2 separate regions of the Danio rerio genome follow, and region 2 is linked to region 1. Evidence: chromatin contacts called from public HiCAR-type data. All regions are on one chromosome and are shown on one strand. Each heading gives the region's core, a stretch centred on a gene start, on an enhancer-like site or on the middle of the called end of the contact. The rest is flanking DNA. Distances are from core to core; before and after follow the strand shown.

What was found. HiCAR-type assays count read pairs that join an accessible place to other places.
Region 2: a HiCAR-type map of caudal fin shows a contact between it and region 1, with 13 times the contacts expected there. The contact joins the promoter of caska here to the promoter of gpr82 in region 1. A contact is called at or near these places in 1 of 18 Hi-C or Micro-C datasets (caudal fin) and 1 of 4 datasets of contacts at active chromatin or transcription factors (caudal fin).

The regions. Positions count from the first base shown.
Region 1 is chr9:35,114,670-35,122,500 of GRCz12tu, forward strand. gpr82 (G protein-coupled receptor 82) reads left to right here and starts at 3,112. Exons shown (of 2, transcript XM_073912892.1): 1 at 3,112-3,220; 2 at 4,751-7,831. The coding sequence starts at 4,782. The coding sequence ends at 5,891. The region is part of intron 5 of caska (calcium/calmodulin-dependent serine protein kinase a); the gene reads right to left. si:dkey-216e24.9 reads left to right here. Exons shown (of 4, transcript XM_017357833.4): 4 at 1,290-3,010. The coding sequence ends at 2,310.
Region 2 is chr9:35,295,746-35,303,576 of GRCz12tu, forward strand. caska (calcium/calmodulin-dependent serine protein kinase a) reads right to left here and starts at 3,639. Exons shown (of 26, transcript NM_001423569.1): 1 at 3,035-3,639. The coding sequence starts at 3,093.

The sequences.
Region 1 (7,831 bases), core at 1,862-4,361:
CTTCAGCTCAATATTCTGTATCGTAGCTTCTTACAGCTAAAATTCAGTGTTAATTAAAAAGGAAAGTAAAAAAGATATTAACCAACTCCAACTTTTATTCAAATTTGTTTATAAATATTCTAAAATTAAATACAAATTTTTCTCTAAAGCAAAGAGTAGCAAGTTATGGCGTTAGTTATCTCCTGGTGCCTTCGTGATATTTCTTCATATGTTCTTTCAACTCTTTGTACTTAGCTGTAGCTACAAGATTGAGTGTCTCACTTGCAATACTTTTAGTTGACTTAAGCAAGATGCCTCATATAGCCATCTGGTGCATTTATAGGTGCTGGTTGTTGTGTTCCCTCGTGTTGTGGCAACAATTCTGCGACAGCTCTAACAAATTAACTGGTTGTGTTTGGTGTCTGTGACTGAAACCAAAATATTCCCATATTACCGTCATGCTGTTTTTTTTTTTTTTAAATATAAATTCATCTAGTAATGCTTTTAAAACGGCAGTCTCTATGATCCCACTTGTCTGTTTGTTTGTTTTATTGCGGGAGTACCGCATAGTTTGGTTGCACAATTCTGATTGGGCAGAACAAAAGTGTACTCAGTCAATTGGCTAGTAAGACTATCAGACACAGACGGCAGTCACACATTTGCTCTGGGTGGGGGAAATTAAATAATAAATATTTATTTCATATTGCAGCCTCTTGCGATTAGCTAATCGTAACGTTTCAATTCGATTTTGATTAATCACACAGTCCTACACAGTACATGTTGATTTTAATCAATTTACTTGAATCTTTTGATTTGAACTTTGATCGTTAGTGGATCTCAATCTTATCTAGCTGCAAAAATCATTCCATAAGAATGACAATGAAAAATTTCTATTAAGCAGCAAATCAAAAGATTTCTAAAGAACAATGTGATATGAAGACTGAAGTGATGATGCAGGAAAATCATGAAAACTGTAATATTTAGCCAAATTATTTCTTAGTTATATTTACCAAACAAGCCAATTAAAGGTAAATTAAGACTGGATTTAATACAATGACCACTTGCTCATTTCAATACAAACAAGAGAATCTAAGTTCTCAGTTTTCATTTCCTTCTCTACTTCTGTAGAAAATTCATCTTTGAATCATGAAAGCTGTACTATTTAGCCAAATTATTTCCTGAATATATTTATTAAATAAGCCAAGTAAAGGTAAATTGAGACTGGATTTAGCACAATGACCACTTGCTCATTTCAATACAGACAAGAGAATCTAAGTTCTCAGTTTTCACTTCCTTCTCTATTTCTGTAGCATCTGCAAAATACAACCTGAAGAAAGCCATGCAGCCATTTTGCCCTGGCTCTATCTCTCTTTGGCTCTCCTGGGCCTTCCAGCCAATGGACTGGTGTTGGTGAATCTCTGGAGATCAGAAAGGACGCCCACTGTCATCTTCACTCTCAACATAATCTTCTCAGACCTGCTGATGTGCTGCAGTTTTTTCTTCAGAACAGTTTACCACAGGAAGAACACTGAGTGGCTATCCGGAACTCCAGTTTGCAATGCAGTAGAGCTGATTATTTACTCTTGCTTCTACATTAACCTCTATTGCAACATGTGCTTTCTTTTATGGACCAGCATCAACCGTTATACAACGGTGGTAAAACCAAGCCACTCATTGTTTCAGGTGTTCAAACACACCCAGTCTTGTTGGATCCTTTGCTTTTCTACCTGGCTGGTGATCTTCATAGTCGTCGGCACGTGCATGGGCCTTAAACTGAGCTTACAAATCAACGGAAGTTGCTTTGACCAAGTTGGCAACAGTTATATTCGCTATCAAAATAAATTCCAAACTATCCACTGCTTAGGCGTGTCAACGTTCTTCTTCATTTTGTGTTTGATGTTGGTCAGCTACAGCCGGCTGATCTTCCATCTGCAGAAGGTGAGGGTAGGAAGTTTAGTCGGTGCTGGATTTGGACCTGGAGGAGGTCTAAAGGTTCGCAGGAAGATCTTGGCTTCAGTCATAATGTTTGTACTCTGCTTCTTGCCCTATCATGTGCAAAGGATCATTTTAATAACATCGCAGCATGAAAACTGCCAGGAAGAGTTCAGGATAAAAATGGGCACCATATTCATTGCAGCTCTCAGCTGTTGTCTGCATCCCCTCCTCCAGCTGGTTTTTCGTTTGCGCTGCTGTCGGGTCAATCGCAACACCAGGCCTAAACCCAAACCTGAAATCTCGAAAAGCTTGGACACACATCAGATGCATACTGTGCAGGTATCGGAAGACAAGAAAAATGAAGCTGAATTAAACCACCAACTAAAACCGCCTTGAGGAATTAAAGAGAAAAAAAAGTTTGCAACGATCACGCTTCCTGTTAAAAACTATCTGCAAGCTGTGAAACCCGCTAACCTCTGGGTTAGCAATGTGCCGTCACAATCATCAGTATGATTGTGGATAGAGGCAGAATTTGTGGCAAAGTTATATGATATACCACCATGCTTTTTTTTAAAAGTGGCATCTAGTAGTTTTGAGCATACTACTACACTCAGGCTGTATACTACAACGAACCTTTTCTGTTGTGGAGTGACATATTTGTTTTCATGTGGAAGTAATCCAGCTACTGTATTAGTAAGAATTTGTAACAATATTTTTGTACTACTGTATATTATGAATCTAATTTTGTTATCATGTGATGCACGCAGGTTCTATAAATACAAAAACTAATCAATTTTATTTAAGCCTTTATTTTGAATGGCCTTTAAAATGCAATGTGTCTATTTAACCACAAGAGGTCATGCGAAGAACCTTTTTAAGCTATCTACTAAAACAGTCCTTGTTTAATACGGCACAGTGCCATTTTCTGTATTCAAACTTACTAAATTAACTTTTTTTTCAGTATTTTTGTGTTAAAATTCATTTGACTCTATATTAATTAGTTTAGAGTATTACATTTTGCAGGCAAACAATGTATTCCTTGCCTGGTTAAACCACTCATTTAACAATTCAATAAAAAGACAACATTTATGAGCTACTTTGGGAAGCCAAGCCTCACAGAGAATCTCATTTTTAAGTTCTACTCGCAAAGGTAAGCATATCTGTGAAAGAAATCATGCAAAAGAGAACTGAGCATATATCATTCATGCTCACATCACTTCCTAGAACAACCAGTATAGGGGAGGTGGTCCAAAACAAAACAGCTCACAGATGCCTGTTGCACACATCAGTGACTCCATTTAGTGAGGTAAGTGCATTAGTTACTTCTAGTATGGATTATCTACTCCAATCTTGTACACAAACAAGTGATTTATTGTTAATGTTTTATAGTATTTGAAATATGTTACTGAAATATGTTTTAAATATTTCCTTTCATTAATAAAAAAAAGTTATTTCAAACAAGCAGTGAGGAATATTTAACATGACTAATTTAAGTCTCTTTAATGTTCATTATGGCATTAGCCAATACTTTAAAGTAAAATAATTTGTGTGTGTGTGTGTGTGTGTGTGTGTGTGTATGTATGTGTATATGTATATATATATATATATATATATATATATATATATATATATATATATATATATATATATATATATACACATACACACATTTTATATTTATATATAAAATATTTACAGATATATTTATTAAAATTATATTTTAGTCAGCAAACATTTTTAGAAATTAAAAGATAATACAATTAAATTCAATTAAAATAATAAAAATATATAAAAAATTACAACCTACAAAATTTCAACTAAAATTGTTCGTCTCTTAATTTTCGATCTTTTTTACATTTGCATTTTATATTTTTCTATAGCATATAAATTTGGGTGTACTAGTTTTTGGACCGTTATTGTAAGTTTTTTTGTTAGATAAGCTCCAAATTTGGCTGCAGTACTGAATAAACTAATGTATAAACACAACTATAATATTGTTCAGCTTCCTATTAAAATATGAATTTGAAAGAGATTTGTGAGCGGTGTACTTGTATATGCTGAGCACTGTATCTACAAAAAAAAAAGATGACACTGAAAGTGGTTTATGAACTTCTGCAATTATGTAGAATATTTACAGGAATGCAAGTGAAATTAAAGGTTAGTTCTGCAACTGTATGTCAGAGGAAGCACAGCTTACCAATTTAAACTACTAACAGAACTAACAATTCTGCTGTTCTGATAACTAGTATTCATATATATATATATATATATATATATATATATATATATATATATATATATATATATATATATATATATATATATATATATATATATATATATATATATATATATATCAAATGTAAAATGTATGTTTAGCAGTTGAATTTGTTTGAAGAGAAGAAGAAAAAGAAAGAGCTAAGCTCATATTTCAACTCTGTCAGAAAATATTTGGACAAAGCATAGACCATTGATTTTAGAAGCATGGACGTTTGGCCCAGGTTTTATGTTCAGTTGGGTGCTTCTTGATAACTGAATCTGTTACCCACTTGTACAAGACAGCATAGGGTCCACTTAATTTTGCACATACACCAAGACATTATTTTATGTAGTGTTTTTTGCAACTCGCACATCTTTCTTTGTTTATTTAAAAAAAATATGTATCTCCTAAACATAAACCTGACAATACAAAAATAAATATGATAAGAAAATAAATAAAATGAAAAACTTTGGTCAAGGAGTTCAAAAAAACTTTCACAAAAAAAAAAAAAAAATTAATATTGTGTTATAAAACAACACTTCCACTTAAGAATAACATTTTCACTATGTTTTTCAGCTGTTGAGAATTTCCCTTCTCCGAGAGCTTGATGGCAAACAGTTCAGATGCTGAACATAACATTTCTAACCTGTGCCAAACGTGCACTACAAGAGTAGTTCTCCCTATTATCTACACAACCATGTCTGTTACTGGCGTGCCGGGGAATCTTATTTCTCTATGGGTGTTTATGTGCAAGATCCCAGTCAAAACACCCACCCACATCTATCTGATTAACCTCGGGATCTCCAACCTGTTGCTCTGTCTCACCATGCCTTTTCAGGCCGCGTACTACTCACTTGGGACCATGTGGCACCAAAACAACACAATGTGCAAAATAGCGATCAACATTTTAACTCCGGTCATTCACATCAACATCTGCATTGGTGTGATGATATTGAGCTGGGTAGCACTCAGTCGCTTTGCTTCACTGATTCAACACTCCCATGCTGACCGCCCAAGCCGTTGGCTTAAAGTTCTACCCAGAGCCTTCCTTTCTCGAAAACGTCATGCAAAACTGGCTAACGCGCTGTGTGTGGTCACCTGGGCTATAGTTGGTATAGCCGTCACATCCTTTGTGGTGCTGTACTCAGTCAGGGAGGTTAGAAGTGTAGAAGATGGCGATGGAGATGAAGAGTGCTACGGTGTAGCAGTGGAAGTTGGTGGGAAAGGATCTCACATTTTCGCTTTAGTGGCCGTTTCTCTGTTCTTTGTCTTTTTCCTGTTGGTCTTATGCACTTATATGGCAGTGATCAAGCACATCTGGAGGTCCAAGAAAAGCGCAGCCATCTCTGACAGCCAGCGAGTGCATGTGAGAGTGTTCCGGAATATCGTCATCATTAAGGCTGTGCTGGTAGTCTGTCTCCTGCCTCATCACATTTATAAAGCCGTCTTTATTCATATCATCAACAAACAGTCTTGGTCTGGAGCATCTTCAACAGATGGCTGCCATCCACTGTCCATGTATGTGGAGGTCAAGAGTATCCTCCTCTGTTTAGCAACTCTGCGAGGTTGCACAGACCCCCTCATGTACTTCTTACTGGATAAAACGTTTCGTAACCACACACTCAGCCTGCTAAGATTACGCAGCAGCACAGACGACAGTCAGTCCTCTAAGTCTAATGTGGGACAGCTATCTCAAGGAACAACAGGGTGTCATTAGACGTTAATCTGAGAGGACACTGTACTTCAGCACAAAGGAAGCCCATTGTGAGCAAGGTTTCCTAACATCTGAATGCTGCTTGCCACACACACCAAAAGGAAAGCAAGTCTTTCTTCTCATTATCTGGATTACTTCCGCATGTCTATTGTTCTTTGGTTTACCTGAAGCTGTGAGAACTTTTGCAGTGGTTACACCTACATCAAAAAAGTCCCACAGCAGGCTTCTTCTGGTATCAAATGTTCTTGTTGCGATTAAATGCTGAAGCTTTCATCACAATGTGTGGTATTATCATATTGATTTATGTTGCAAAACAGATTTACCCTAATAGGTATAATCACCAAAAAATACTTGGTGTATTGGCTTATTGTATTGAAATGTTCAGAGTAAATAAAATGATTTAAACTAATTAAACTGCAAAAGAATGATAAAGTACAACAGGTTACACTTTACAATAAAGTCTTGTTAGTAAACGTCATTAAATGCATTCAAATTAACAGCAAGAAATATCCATATTATAGTGGTACTTTAAAAATACAACTGAATTGTATTATTTGCTTAATACAACAATTACAATTTAAAATTATTATCAGCCATTAACTATGAATTGATAATCATCTAAAATGAATTACTGCTTTGTCAACATAGGCTCACTGTGAAAAAGTAGCCCTACCTACAATTCTGGAGATCACAAATTATGTAGCCGGAGCTACACTACGTATGGCTTTAAAACGAAAGCTACGGGGCGGTGTGATTCTGTTCCTTTTTTGCTTACTCGCCGACCATTTAACTCTGTATGAACGGCTTTTTTGCTGTTATCAGTTGTCCGGTAGCTCAAAATGTACCTCAGCACACTTGAGAGTGTGGGTTAGAGTAGGTGAAGAATGATTCCAGGGGCCCGTTTCAGAAAGGAAGTTAAGAGAAAACTTTTAATCCTGAAATGAGAAAAATTCTGGGTTTTCCGTTTCAAAATGGCAGGTTTGTCGAACTGGAGAAAGCAGGGTAAGAAAAGCCTATTTCTGAAAGAGAAGTAACTTTAACTCAGAGTCAGTTACCGTGGTAACTTACTTTGTGAATCTAACCTGGTCAGGAGCCGGGTTTATTCTCTTAACTCGTAGTTTTTGCCGTTCTCCGTCTCTTTTTTAAAGACGAAACGGTATTTCTCGCCTTAGCCTTACGCTTCTACCCACCTTTTTTTAATGCTCATTTTGGTTATGCGCATAAAAACGATTGATGTAAACGCCATAATGCATATAAGTTTTAAAAAATATGCATAAAAACATGCGCATAACTGAGTAGGATAAACTTTATATTCGACAAGATGTGCATGAACTGCGATGAAAACACTTTTACTGAACAAATTCCAGTATGTGCATTAAAAAAAGGTTTGTTATAAGAGATGATGATGGAAATGTGTGTAAATAGACAAACCAGGAGGCTGAGCACACTGCAGAACATCGGAAATGTTGTTTTGGTCATTCTAAAATGCCTGAACCATTTCAGTATTAATGTATTTTATTAATTACCTCCAGAGTGTCAAGAGCTTTTCTTTTTAAAACGCTGGGATTGGGTTTAGGGAAGGAGATGGGTGGGGCTATCAGTCGGTTGGTCAATCAGTAAGTCAGTCAGTTGACAGTGGCCTCTGGTAGATTTACGCAAGAATAGCAGTCACAAATGGCACTTGCAAGAGAAATTTGAGATCTGAAAAAGCATACACAGCAGCCTCTGGTGGATTGGTGAAAACAAACACGGCAAAAATAAATAAATAAATAAATAAAAAAAGCATAGCTCCTGGGACGAATTTTGCTCTCTCCAGAAATGTATATAGTGGTACGTATTTAGAATAAGCCTGGGTTGGCTTTTGTACAGTAGCTATCATAACATTGGCTTTATCTAAATTAATTGATGTTAACAAATGTAAGCTTGCTATACAGAGTTTTGGA
Region 2 (7,831 bases), core at 2,389-4,888, 180 kb after region 1:
TCTGTTTTTATTCCAGGATTTCACAAATCCATCCTGTGTTGTACAAATCATAGGGTTACTACATAAATCATTGTACGACAAAGATCTAATGGAAACGGCATCAACAGGGTTTTCCAGTTTTTCCATTGCTTTATTTTTGTTGGCTAAATTTTCACCCATACATTTAAACATGCCTAAACATAGCTGTTTAAGAAAATCCGCCATCGTATGCATCCTAACTATATGTTGTTTTGTTATTATGAGACAGTTACACGCACAGAACTGCTTTTAATTACAAACTCTGAAATCCCAGAGTACCATGTTGAGAGCTCTAATTACATGGCATTTCAAATTTACATGCACCACACTGAAACTCAAGCAAGCAATTGCACATCAATAACAGCTGGAGATAACCTGCTTACATAATACAAATACACCAGATTGTCTCATAACAATAACAGTAAAAACAATATGTGAATGTTCCATTCAGTAGGACTACAATCTAAAAATGGTACTTCGTTTCAGTTTAATAGGAAAAGCTCTAGACCTGCTGATACATGCAAGGCTGTGCCCTTCATCAGAGCAAATAGTCACCAAACTCGTAGTGTGGCTCGACAAACCATTAAATCAGAAACATCTTTAATCTTTATTGTTTTAGATCTTTATAACTTAATTCCCTAAAAGGTTCAACGCTTATTACTTTAAGCCAGTCTACAACTTTACTACTGTTGCAAGAATGTGACGCTTCAATGTAGTCTAATATTTATATTTTATTATAAAATGTACAAAAACACAAAGTTTTAAGATATTACATTCAGAGCTGCACAATATATCATTTCAGCATCAATAGCGCAATGTGTGTCCCCAATAGTCACATCGCAGGATCTGCAATGTTAATTTGCATATTATAGTTGATCAACCATTGAAAATGCATGAGATTTGAGGAGTCATTTCAATTAATAAGCATAATGGATTGTGACTATCATTAACATTTGTAACTTTACTGAAGATAAATTTTACTGATTTATAAATATAATAAAGACTATACAGTAATATTTGACATTATATTATTAAATGTCTGTATCTGAATACTGTTTGACACTCCGGAAAACCATAAATAACTGTTTATTTAAATTTTTTCTTTACTCTATTGTAATTATTCTTGCAATTTAATACATGATTCACAGGCATCCAAAATCAACCAATCAATAATTCATTTATTTTATTTTGTTTACACAAATAGAGCTATTCAAGCCATCTCGTGAAACTGTATTCATATCGCAGCAAAACAAAATATCGAAATGACAGATTTGTTCAATATCATGCTGCCCTAATTACATTACACTATTTTATATTATATTACACTCTGGCTTTCAAGGCTACAGTGTGAATGTGAAAAAAATCCAAATAAAAGCAAAGTTTTAACTGTCAAATATCACATTTCACAGCAATAATGAAAAACAAATTCTCATATTTAAGTCTGCATCTATAAAAATATGTAAAAAGTAAAGAAAATGAGAAAATGGCGCTATGGTGGTGCAGTAGGTAGCACAACAGCCACACAGCAAGAAGATTGCTGGTTTGACCCCCGGCTCGATCAGTTGGCATACCTGTGTGGAGTTTGCATGTTCTCCCTGTATGTGTGAAAGTGTGTATAGGTGTTTCCCAGTGTTGGGTTGCAGCTAAAAGGGCATGGGCATCCGCTGTGTGAAACACATGCTGGATAAGTTCATTTCTCTGTGGCGACCCCAGAATAATGAAGGTACTAAGCCGAAAAGAAAATAAATGAAAAAAATAGGTACTCTCTTCATCAATCTAGCACAATTTTCAGTAAACTGTGAGAACCCCTTCGCAAACATGTCCAAACTTTTCAGCTTAACCCTGCCCCTTCTGATTGAGTCCCCACCCCCAACTCCCAGCTTGGTACTGGATACTAGTTGTGGTCAGCAAATTGTAGACCTGTATTTTCTGTATGTAAGATTGAACTAGTGTTTTTTTTTTTATTATTCATTTATTTATTTTGTTAAAAATATTCTTCAGTGTATTTGCTTATTGTTAAATGTTTATGTTGTCATTTTTGTATATTTTTGTAATGCGTTTTACAACATAAATACAACATTAAAAAAGTAAATAAAATACACAAATTATTAAATAGCAATTACATTGAATATTATAAACACACATACACATACATAATACTAATAATGCATTGCATTTAAGGCATTTATTATGTTATACTCACATCAAACAACTATTTATAATACTAAGGTAAAGTTTGCTTTATATTCCAAATATTTACATATTCAGACTTTGTCCTTAATAATATAATTTCAGAAAAATATTAGCAAATTCTGAATAGTGAAATCATATTAGCAGCCAATGACTGAAGTACAACATTGTTCAGTCAATTAAACAGTGCTGATGTTGTTGTGTGGTGATACTTAAATGCGATTTCAGAGCAAATATTCAAAGTAGCGTGGTAAACAATACAATGACCATTAAAATAAACAGATATGTGAATATGAAACCCACTTTACCTCAATATTATAATGGCTAGAACTCTCAGCACACGTAAAGTACAGGTATAGTGGTCAATACCAGTAACAACTACAAACGAACAAGACTGCAAGCACAAACCTGACATTTCTAGATAACACATGAAAGCCAGGTGACACGAAATTGGTTTATCCACCAAAACACAATCATTTGCAGAAACATCAACGCTGACAGCAGTAGAGGAAGCTATGCAAAAACAATAGTAGTGGATGGCATCTAACGTTACCTGCACGAACGCTCAAAGTACACTTCTCTCATCTCTCACACTCGCCACTCCCATTCCTCATTGCTCCAGCCTCAGACAACATGCAGTTTGTAAAGAGTTACGACTGAATCTAACTATCATGTGTTCAACAGCACAGCACTGCAGCACAACAGTCTGAATTTCACGCAATGACAACACTCGTCTGGCAGACAAACACACACACACAACGCAAAAGGCGCAGCTCGAGTCACAGATGGACATTCACCCGTGTGTCATTATCAAAGTGAGACTTACTTGCCAATGACCTCACACAGCTCGTAAACATCTTCAAAGAGCACGTCGTCGTCGGCCATGGTCCAACAAGAGCGGGGAATTTACACTCCCCCTCCAAAATCCGTCCAAATGGTAAATATCAGAGGATTACCGAGCAGACACTTCAGAGTACCTGGAATGAGCGCCGCGAAAGAAACGCTGACAGCCGATTGTATCGCTCTCCAAATTCCGATGAACGGCGAATGGTTGATTCCTGTCGGTTTTGGGTGGGAAAAATTATCCTTTGGTGGTTTGGTGGAAGCGAGCGGACAGTAGTGAGCGCTCGGTCCGTTTGACTCACCCTGCCCCACCTTCTCCTCCCTCTCTCTCGGCCCCCTTAATCCCGCCACTCGAGGCTGAGGTAATTCAAACGTTAAAAACAACTCCACGATAATCGCTGCCGAAGTCACGGAACCAAGTGGGTTAAGTCGTTTAGACGCTAAACTAACTAACTCGAGCCGGGGGAGAAGACGTGCACGCGGTTTGTTTGTGTGTTCAAACGCAAGCTGTTGTTAAAGTGCGCAGTTCAGTTGATTCCACTCATTCTAGCCACGCGCGGCTTCGGCTTTTCCCTGTGCGCGCTCACGCTGACTGTCCCTGCTCGCCGCCGTTGCTCTAGTTCCCCCTCATAACTCCAGCGCTGCTGCTCCCAGCTTCCAGAAAACCCAAACTCCTCCCACTCGCGCTTATGAAACTGGATTGCCTTACGCCATAATGGCTCCGACAGGACTTTCGTATTCCGGAATTCCCGCATAGACTGGCACGTGCGGTTGAGCCAAAATGACGACCAGGCGTCTCAGAGTTTGTTGGCTGAAGCGACAGTTTACCTAGATAAAAAGCGTATTGAACTGCGCTTGAAAATCTTTAGTTGACTTACTAGCTTGACTATATGTTTTTGTAGACATGTGTTTATGTAATAATAATAAAAAAATATTTGAAAAGTGGTTTGGGGAATAAAACATTATTGCACATAATTATTGGCAATACATACACATACTGTATAATAAAGCAGACAACATCATAGGTGAACATTCATTTCCACAATAATACGCCATAATATGATGTATTTAATATGAGTCTATACGAGATATCTTTAAGAGTAGCTATAATAAATATACACTAACAGGCCACTTTATTAGGTATACCTTACTAGTACCATGTTGGAGCCGCTTTTGCCTTCAGAATTGCCTTAATCCATTGTGGCATCGACTCAACAAGGTACTGGAAATATTCTTCAGAGATTTAGCTCAATATTGACATGATATCATCACGTAGTTGCTGCAGATTTGTTAGTTGCACATCTATGATGTGAATCTCCCGTTCCACCACATCCCCAAGGTGCTCTATTGGATTGAGTTCTGGTGACTGTGGAAATCACTTGAGAACAGTGAACTCATTGTCATGTTCAAAAAACCAGTTTGAGTGATTTACGCTTTATGACATGCCGTGCTATCCTGCTAGTAATAGCCATCAGAAGATGGGTACACTGTGGTCATGAAGGGATGGACATGGTCAGCAACAATAATCGGGTAGGCTGTGGCGTTGACACAATGCTCAATTGGTACTAATGGGCACAAAGTGTGCCAAGAAAATATCCCCCACACCATTACACCACAACCACCAGCCTGAACCGTTGCAGCAGAAATCGAGACTCATCAGACCAGGCAACGCTTTTCCAATCTTCTATTGTCCAATTTCAGTGAGCCTGTGTGAATTGTAGCCTCAGTTTCCTGTTCTTAGTTGATAGGAGTGGTACTCAGTGTGGTTTTCTGCTGCTGTAACCCATCCGCCTCAACGTTATATGTGTTGTGCTTTCAGAGGTAGTTTTCTGCATACTTCGGTTGTATCGAATTCGGTCATTCTCCTCAGACCAGCCCGTCTCGCACCAACAAATATGTCACGTTCAAAGTCACATAAATCGCCTTTCTTCCCAATTCTGATGCTCGGTTTAAACTGCAGCAGATCGTCTTGACCATGTCTACACGCCTAAATACATTGAGTTGCTGCCATGTGATTGGCTGATTAGAAATTTGCATTAACAAGCAGTTAAACAGGTGTACCTAATAAAGTGGCCAGTGAGTGTATGTTGCCACATGAAAATGAACCATACCTGCAAATTAAATAGACATTTTAAACAACATGGTAACCAAAATGATTTTACTATACACTAAACCTAGTTTAAACTCTCATATAAATGTTCAAAAACTGCAACTGAGTTACTTTTCAAAATGTATGCACTAATTTACAAACACTGTTTAGATCCTTTCGGTAGAAACATGTACCTTTTGAAAAGGAACCGTCCATAGACAGCTTTTTTTAACCTTTATTCTGGGGAGTGCATAGTATTTTGTAGAAATGAATCATAGATGTTAAAATATTTCCACAGAGATGAAAAATAAAGTGATTTAATAGATATATATGTCTCTCCATAGATCCATATTAAACACAGTAAATAAGAGTTTTAGTATTGCGGGTCATCGTTGAATGTCGAATAAATGTTTAAAGCCCCTGCATGTTTTTACATCTTACCACACATTCAAGCATGCAGTAATCGATGGATCTAAATTAAAAATCGTACTGCAACTACACAATCTCAATATAATCTTGTATTTGGATTCCTTGGCCTTATCTTTTCTTTGTTGTTAAGATCAGCTGCAGTCAGAAAACTCTTGCTCTTTCATTAATTGAAACTGGTTCACTCTTGACAAACGCAGTCTTGCTGAAAGATGCATGCTGCTGCTTTTAACAAAATACTTTATTCATGCATTATTCATATTACAAGAAATCCATCTAAGATTAAACAAAATGACTTGATTGTGCTATTAGTCTTTAACTCTAGATAGTCCACTAATTCATTTTTCTTAATGGAAGCAACAGCAAATTATATTTTCTTAGTGTCAAATTGGCATTTTAACTGATCACATTATGTAAATTTGAATGAAATTCATCCTGATTATAACTTGCTAGACTATTAAACAAAATAAATCAAAATAATTAAGATATTTTTTGTCTATTTCATGTCCAGAGTCTACACACTGGCCTTTTTTCTTAAAATGGACTCAACAATTATGGTAAACAGCTAAACCTCTATGGCAGGAGTCACCAATCCTGGTCCTGGAGGGCCGGTGTACCTGCAGGGTTTAGTTCCAACTTTCCTCAACACACCTGCCTGGATGTTTTAAGTATACCAAGTAAGAGCTTGATTAGCTTGTTCAGGTGTGTTTGATTAGGGTTGGAGGTAAAATCTGCAGGACACAGGCCCTTCAGGAACAAGTTTGGTGACCACTGCTCTATGGTTTATATATAGTTAAAATCCGAATTATTAGCCCCCTTTTGAATTCTTTTTCTTTTTTTTAAATATTTCCTAAATGATGTTTAACAGAGCAATGATGTTTTATTTTAGCTAGAATAAAAGCTTTTAATTTTTGAAAAACAATTTAAGGTCAAAATTATTAGCCTGTTTAAGCTGTATTTTTGCAGAACAAACCATCGTTATACAATAACTTGCCTAATTACCCCAACCTGCCTAGTTAACCTAACTAACCTAGTTAAGCCTTTAAATGCCATTTTAAGTTGTATAGAAGTAGAAAAATATGAGAAAGAAAAATATCTAGTCAAATATTATTTATTGTCATCATGGCAAAGATCAAATAAATTAGTTATTAGAGATGAGTCATAAAAACTATTATGTTCAGAAATGTTTAGACATCTTCTCTCCGTTAAACAGAAATTGGGGGAAAAAATAAACAGGGGGCTAATAATTCAGGGGGTTAATAAATCTGACTTCAACTGTAAACTGCATGTTTTATTTTTTATATTATTACTTACATTTTTTATACTGCAAAATAAATGGATATACCATACCACCCTGAGGAAGCTGCTGCAAAAAAAAAATTTCCAATCCTCTCAAATGCATTACTTTGGGTTTTGTCGGCACTTTTTACATTAGTGCCTTTGAATTACTGCATTGATTTCTGTAGCTGATGATTGGTGGGATACACTTGAGTTAATTGGATTGTGCACATTCAGTCCATTCATTCAATCTAGAATTCATTCAGTCACTTCTCATTGTAAATTTATAGTCTGAGTCCTTAAAAAAACAGTTGAATCATAGCCTCATTGATGTTGGCATAAAGGCAGCTGACTCAGTTGTAGTGATTTTCAAAGATGAAACTACTAATTCACACACAGACATGAACACACACAATGACCAAGTGATTGCATGTTTTTGTTTAGTCCACATCCAAAAGGGTAAATTTGATCAGGTTATGCTACCATCATTCATTTAGGCACATTGATTGAGAAACAGGGGCGACACAGTGACTCAGTAGTTAACACTGTCGCTTCACAGCAAGAAGGCCGCTAGTTCGAGTCTCGGCTGGGTCAGTTATTATGTTTTCCCTGTGTTGGCGTGGGTTTCCTGCGGGTGCTCCGGTTTCCCCCATAGTCCAAAGACATGCACTATAGGTGAACTGAACAAACTAATTGGCCATAGTGTATGTATGTGAATGAGCGTGTATGGATGTTTCCCAGTACTGGGTTGCAACTGGAAGGGCATTCGCTGTGGAAAACATATGTAAGATATGTTGGCAGTTCATTCCACTGTGGTTACCCCAAATGAATAAAGGGACTAAGACGAAGAAAAATTAATGAATGATTGAGAGACTAAGTATGGAATTATTATACATAAATCTCTATATAGACAGCTGATTTTCAAACAATATGAGTGAGATGGTCAAAAAACATCTGGTATTCTCAGGTGCATGTGATATCCTCTCC